Linked DNA regions of Mus musculus: region 2 is linked to region 1. A link is a contact called in public Hi-C data. All regions are on one chromosome and are shown on one strand. The core of a region is the stretch at or near the end of the contact, and the rest is flanking DNA. Distances in the headings are between cores, read along the strand shown.

Region 1 (3,279 bases), core at 486-2,985:
AGGACCAGCATCCTCCTCTCTCACCAGCATCTCCTCTCTCACCAGCATCTGTCTCTCGCTACTTTCCGACAGTGACATACTATGACAACTGCCTCGTCTGCCTCTACCTGAGACTTCCCTACCATGATGGATAGTGTTCTCTTCATCTGTGAGCCAGAGTATGCCCCTCCTCCCTTAACTACTTGCTGGGTACTTAGCCAGAGCAATGGGAAAGAAACTAAGACACGTGGCTTCCTCTGCTTCCTCTGCTTGGCTGCTGGTGAGGACTCCTCCTGACACCTCAGATTTGGCAAAGAAGACTGCTGAATGACTATATTTAGAACAGGCCAGACACTCTCAGGGGAACTAACCTGGGTCCCTAGGGAACTACATTAATCCCTTCTGAAGGCAATGCCTTCCAATGACCTAACTACTTCCACTAAGTCCCACCTCTTAAGGCTCCATCCTCTCATCACTGTTAGGGAACTCATCTGCACTGCATGGCCCTCTGGGAGACACACCCAATCCCATTCAAACCATGACAATGACCTTTCTTACTGTTATCCATTCATAAAATTAATGCTTGTTGATTGCCTCCTTGTAACAGGTTGGGTTCTAGGTGCTGAGCCTTATCAGTGAGCAAACAGACGAGTTCCCTGCCCTTGTGGCATTTCAGGCTTGCTTCTTTCAGACTCACAGGCCTGTGAGGAGGGCCTGATGCTTGCCTGTATGGATTTTGCTGGACTCTGGGGAGCCAAGTAGCATACTAAGATGTGAAGCTAGTGAGCAGCAGAGACAGGATTTGAACCGAAGTCTGTGAGGCATCTCAGAGCCTCCTTCCACGGCCTCCTCCTGTCTCTAACAGGCAACACGGTTGCATGCATGGCTAGCTCATCCACATTGTCAATGTCAGCTTCCGTGTGTGGTGCAGGCTCTATTTTAAGGGATTAATTTTAATTAAAGTTTTGAGACAATGTCCCATTATGTATCTCAGGGTGGCCTTGGAGCCTCCTGCAAGCTGGGATAACAATCATGCAACTCTAAGAGTGGACTTGCATTTGGAGTTTGTCTGACTAAGCCTTGGGGTGGGAGTCTCACTAGAGAAGGCTGGAGAGATGGAAGGAAAGGATAAGAGACAGACTGGAGGTAGTTTAACTGGAATCTGGGAGAGTGTACACCATGAGTCCCTGTAGGAAGGAATGGTAAGTGTGTGCATTGACGGTAGTCACAAATATTTACTGAATTAGTAAGATACTTGTACTGGGCAGAGTCACAGCTGAGATATTGGATCCCTGTGCTCCTGGACGTTGTGACTGTGTGTGTGTGTGTGTGTGTGTGTGTGTGTGTGTACGTACATCTGCCTGTGTATTGAAGGATAAGATAAGAGCCATCAGTGACCAGGGCTTTATTTTGCTCTCATCTCCCTCTTCCCAGCCTTGCCTCTTGATGCCATTCCAGCTTTCTGCCCACTAGGAAGGCTGGCCCACACAGGCTCTTGGAAGCCCCCCTTGGCTTAGGGAGCCCCAGACACTGCAGTGGAGACTGGACCCAGAGCTCAGTGCTTGGCTTAGACTCTCTTTATCCCCGTGCTCTGGGCCTGCAATCAATGTTAATCCAATCTTCTGGGACCAAATGAAGCAGCCTTTATGCAAAGGGTCTGGGCTGGCTTTTCTGATTTCCAAATGACCTACATAATCTGTCTCACCCCAGCCTGCCTGGGAGTGCATTACTGCAGGCACAGCCCCAGCAAGCGCTTGCCCTGCTGAGTGCTGGCTAGGGTTTCTTCTGATCTTGCCAAACAGAAAGGAGAAGCCTGGCCAAGGGCTCCCCGGGGGGCCTTATTCTCAATTCAGACTTAAATTAGCTCCCTATGGGGCCACCCCCAGCCTCACTTTCTCATTTTGGGTCTGGATGAGGTTGAGCCAAACCATGTCTAAGTTCTTCCCAGTGGAGTATGGTGCAAACGCCTGTATTTCAGTACTTGGGGGGAGGGGGGGGGTGGCAAGACCGGCAGAAGCCAAGCTCAGCTACATAGTAAATTGGAGACCTACCTACCATACATGAAACACTGCCTCACAAGCAAACAAACAAGAAACTTTACAGAAAATCAACAGCCCAATAAAACAATAAAATAAATGAGTAAAGCTTCAAACTCAAACAAACAAACAAACCCACAAAAGTAAAAGAAAGATTCCCCTCCCCCTGCCTGGCGTTTCTGAATCACTCAACAGTAATAGTCCATTCAGCTTAGTCTCCCAGCCTGAAAATGTCTTCAGGCACTGATTGCCGTGGGTCTGGACGTTTAACAAGAGTGGAACGGCACAGGGCCTCTGTGAGTGTGCCCTTGAACAATCCCAGGTTGGTGTCTGATGTGTTAAAATAGCGGCTCGAGTCTAAACGCAGCACACCAGGCTAAAACAGTTCCATGTGTAAGAGGTTTATTGGGAGAGAGAGGGACAAAGTGGCGGCAGAAAGAGAAGGGGGAAAGAGAGAGAGAGAAAGAGGGAGGGAGAGGGAGGGGGAGGGAGAGAGGGAGAGAGGGAGAGAGAGAGAGAGAGAGATGGGGGCCTTTTCTTTATATATGTGGGTAATGACATTAACACAGGTAAAGGTGGGAGATGAGCCAGGTGGATTCTGGGAATATGGTGGCTGTTGCCTTGGCAACAGGTCTGCGGGTCTCGCCTATATGATGTCACAGGTTTCAGAGGTCCTGATGCCAACAGTATCTACTGTATGATACCTCATATGCTTAAAGGCCACAAATGTAAGGGTGAATGCACACATGTGGACTATTCGAATATCTCTGGCCAGATAAACTAGTGTGTGCAAACACACCTGGTGTTTTAGTAATGCGAGCTCTAGGGATTGAATTCAGGTTCCAGGTTTGCAGGGCAAGCACTCCCCTAACTGAGCTATCTCTCCTCAAGCCTGATGTGATAGAAGCCACAAGGAGCCTCCTTGCTGCACAGAATCGCATAGTTTAGCAAGGCGTGTCCCTACACTCTGCAGGACTGGAAAGAGGATTCTTTCATTCCTCTGGAACAAAGCTAGTTTCCCGCTGGAGCGGCTCTCACTAGGGATCCTGTCTGGAGGATGTAACTCAGCATGAGAAGATCTTTGACATGCTTTTAGAAGCCACACAGGACAGAAGCTCACCAGAGAGGACCACTCAGACACAGTTTATAGTCAATTGGAAACCTTTATTCCAAATGACTGGGACTACCTTCAGGTATGCAGGACCAAGACTGTAGCCCCGAGCACTTTAGAGCAGTGGTTCTCAACCTTACTAATGCTGCGACC
Region 2 (3,279 bases), core at 454-2,953, 45 kb before region 1:
AGGTGGGGAGTGTGGGGGGCGGTAAAGCATCAATCTCAAGAAGCCAGCCTCTTCCCTCAAGGCCAGCCAGCAGTCAGTCAAGGCTGACCCTGGCGCACATCTACCCACTTCCCACAGGACCAAGAAAATCCCGTAAGCAACTCTTAAATGTCCCACTGGAGGAATAATTCAAGTGTAGCGTGCCCACGCTTGCCAGGAGCTGGGGTAGGGAAGCTGGGATGGCTGGAGGAAAGTGACAGAGTTCATCTAAGCCAGGAGACTGCTACTCCAAGTGCACGCACTCGTGGACACACACACACATGCACGTACACAATGCACACACACATACATACATACAACTTTAAAGAGGCAGACCATCTCAATTTTGTCTACAAGAAACATCTCTCATTAGTACAAAGAAGGAAGGCTGGAGGTGTTCTGTCCTGGGGGTGTTTGACACCTGTGGCTCTGAGACATTTGGAGAGTCCTCCACCAGAGCTGCTAGACTCATGTCAAAGGTGGCAAGTTCAATGGGGCCTGGGCTCAGTATTCTCGAGAGAGGCACAGAATTTGACTAGGATAAAGACTGGGTGATGTGGGAGGTGGGGAGAGAGATGGATCACTTGTTTAGAAGCAGTGGCTGGTCTTCCAGGTTAGATTCCCAGCAACCACACTGTGATTCAGAGCCATCTGTAACCCCAGTTTTGGGGGAGCCTGTGCCCTCTTCTGACCTCAATGAGCACCATGCACCTGTGTGGTGCAGACAGACATACATGTAGGTAAGGTACACATACACAGGAAGGAAGGAAGGAAGGAAGGAGGGAAAAGGGGAGGGAAGGAGAAGAAGAGAAGAGAAGAGAAGAGAAGAGAAGAGAAGAGAAGAGAAGAGAAGAGAAGAGAAGAGAAGAGAAGAGAAGAGAAGAGAAGAGAAGAGAAGAGAAGAGAAGAGAAGAGAAGAGAAGAGAGAAGAGAAAGCTCGCTCCAGATGGGAGACCTACGAGTGCCTGTGCAGACAGCAAACCAGGAAGGATCTGGTCTGACTTGAAACATTAGAATCAGCAGGCGAGAGTGGAGGCTAGGGGCAGAGACTATCTGAAGAACACCGACAAGAAGGACCAGAATCTCCACTCTTACCTCAGAACAAACAATCCAGGGTGGCACGAAGATGCAGGTAGGATCCTCCGAAAAAGAGAGAGCTGAAGAGGCCGGGAATTATAGACGGCAATAAGAGGAAAGGGGTAAACTAAGGAAAGGGCCTGGGGTTGAACACTGTTTTAGGCTGGAGCAAGAGCCTGGATAAATCTTTGACCTTCCCTAAGCCTCGATGTTGCCATCCCCAAAATGGGATGCCTCAGAGCAGACACGAAGGATAGGTAGAACAAGGAACTGCAGGGTGGGAGCGAAGTGGGAGAAAGAGTACTCCCAACTCTCGGCCGCAGACTACTCACCTGAACCGCCGCGGGGGCCACCGCCGCCCCCAATCCCCCAGGGCTGCCGTCGGGCTGCCGCTCGCGGTACAGAGCCCAAAGCCCCACGTTGGGCAGCAGGACCAGGGCCGCCAGAGCCAGAGCCACCGCCTGCAAGAGCCGCTTCTCTTTGCGCCTCATCGGGGCCGGTCCGCCCCGCCGCGCCCGCCCCCGGCTTTGCGCGTCCGCCCGTCCACCCGGCGGCGGCAGCAGTTCGGCCAGCAGTAGCGGCCGCGACGCCGGCCCCGCTCCAACTCCGCGGCACTTCCGCTGCTCGCCGGCGGGGGAGCCGGGCGCCTCCACCGTGTCACCGCCGTGGGGGTGCGCTCCAACCCCATCATCCCTCGGCATCTCATTCCACGTCCTGCACCTCGCCTTCCGCCAACAGATGCACGGTTGAGTCCTATTCGCCTCCATCCTTCAATTCTTCATCTACTCATAGAGCATCTCCGTCCTCCAGGATGCAAGAGGGCCCCGGCTCCTGATTGCTACACCCCCCGTGGGCTCCAATGGTGCGTCCTGCTTCTCCACTGCTCCCCGCCCGCTGCAGCTTTGCCAAAGTCCCGGAGTTAGGGAGTTGGGCGCTCGCAGGGGCCGCGGAGCACGCGATCGGGAACACCCCGGGGAATTCGCGTGGCTCTCTGCAAGTTCTCAGCCAGCGAGAGCCCCGGGACTGTGCGGACATGCTACAACCGACTGCGCTGGGATGCTGCAGTCCACTCTTTTCCCGGTTCTGCCCCGGGACGTGCCAACCAGACCTGCCTTTGACCTGGGGACTCCCCACAACCTGTATGCAGAGGGCACCTTGCGCATCGCTCAGTGGGCGGCTGGGTTTCCATCCCCCTCTCCAACCTGTGGAGTGCTGGATGTTCCGTCACTAGTCTGGGTTCTTTGCAAAACCATCGAGGAGATGACCGGAGCCTCTTTGCGAGAGCTATTCTTACGCACATGCAAGCCAGTGGACTTGGACTTGGACTGCTTCTGGACACAGTGCCCCAGAGCACGTTCCCGAAACCTCGTGTCCTTTCCTCTTTCGAATTCAAACCACCAGCGAGCGCCCACAGTGGGTCCGATACTGGGCCAGGAGTGAGGAGCAAGGAAAAGCAGAACTCTCACTGGAGCCTGGGCGGAGGGGTGGGGTGGGGTGGGGTGCGCAGAACTGAAAGCTCGGCTGTGCATAGCAGAACTAGGGAGCCTTGACTTGTCCAAAAATATCTGGCTTCTGAGCTGCTGACTTGGGCTCACATGAAGCCTGTGGGAGCCTCCTCTGCTGCGCGCCTGTCTTTTAACAGCTTGCTCCTGGATGCCCAATGGCAGCCCCCTCCTCCCCCTCCTCTCTTGCTTCCTCTTTACTAGCCTTCCTGCCAGCGCGCGCATTGACTCTATCCTCTGCTTCTGCAGCGAAGCCACTGAGCCCTGTGGCTACCACTATCCCGGGACTAGTGCCCTAAATTCTAACCTTGCAGGTCTAACACCAGACTGAGCAGTGATTTTTTTTTTTAAATCTCATCTTAGGTCACTCACATCATTGCAGTTAAAGTCACAGTCCCTGGGTTGTATTTCCCTAAGGTCAAATATTTCCTTCCCCCTCTGCCTGGCCTTTCTTTCTTTGGTTCTGCTGCTAGCTTTGTATGTTCCCCCAAGTGGTGTTGACCATACAAATTCTTGCACCTAAAAAACAAACAAACAAACAAAACCCCCAAACCTCTTTGTCTATGTCAGGGTACACCTCTATGTCTAAGGAAATCACCACCTCTTCCTTCAAGTCTCCCCAAACCCATCCCCCTTGCTGTTCATCAGAACATGGCGGGCACTCCCACATCGGGACCTTTGT

The links. Hi-C and Micro-C count contacts between places; a contact is called where the count stands out from the background.
Region 2: a contact with region 1 is called in a Hi-C map of cerebral cortex, with 1.6 times the contacts expected there. The contact joins the promoter of Galnt10 here to the enhancer-like site in region 1. A contact is called at or near these places in 1 of 39 promoter capture datasets (macrophages), 4 of 484 Hi-C or Micro-C datasets (cerebral cortex, nephron progenitors and stem cell-derived neurons) and 1 of 115 datasets of contacts at active chromatin or transcription factors (embryonic stem cells).

The regions. Positions count from the first base shown.
Region 1 is chr11:57,599,302-57,602,580 of GRCm38.p6, reverse strand. No RefSeq gene overlaps it. Among named protein-coding and RNA genes, the nearest start is that of Gm51895, 43 kb to the right of the region's middle. Within about 2 kb of position 1,735, at least 59 of the 459 cell types and tissues checked have an H3K27ac peak or open chromatin away from gene starts, as enhancers often do. A contact at or near this core is called in cerebral cortex and stem cell-derived neurons, where this site is marked.
Region 2 is chr11:57,643,866-57,647,144 of GRCm38.p6, reverse strand. Galnt10 (polypeptide N-acetylgalactosaminyltransferase 10) reads right to left here and starts at 1,703. Exons shown (of 12, transcript NM_134189.2): 1 at 1,428-1,703. The coding sequence starts at 1,586. The region is part of intron 2 of 4933424L21Rik (RIKEN cDNA 4933424L21 gene); the gene reads left to right.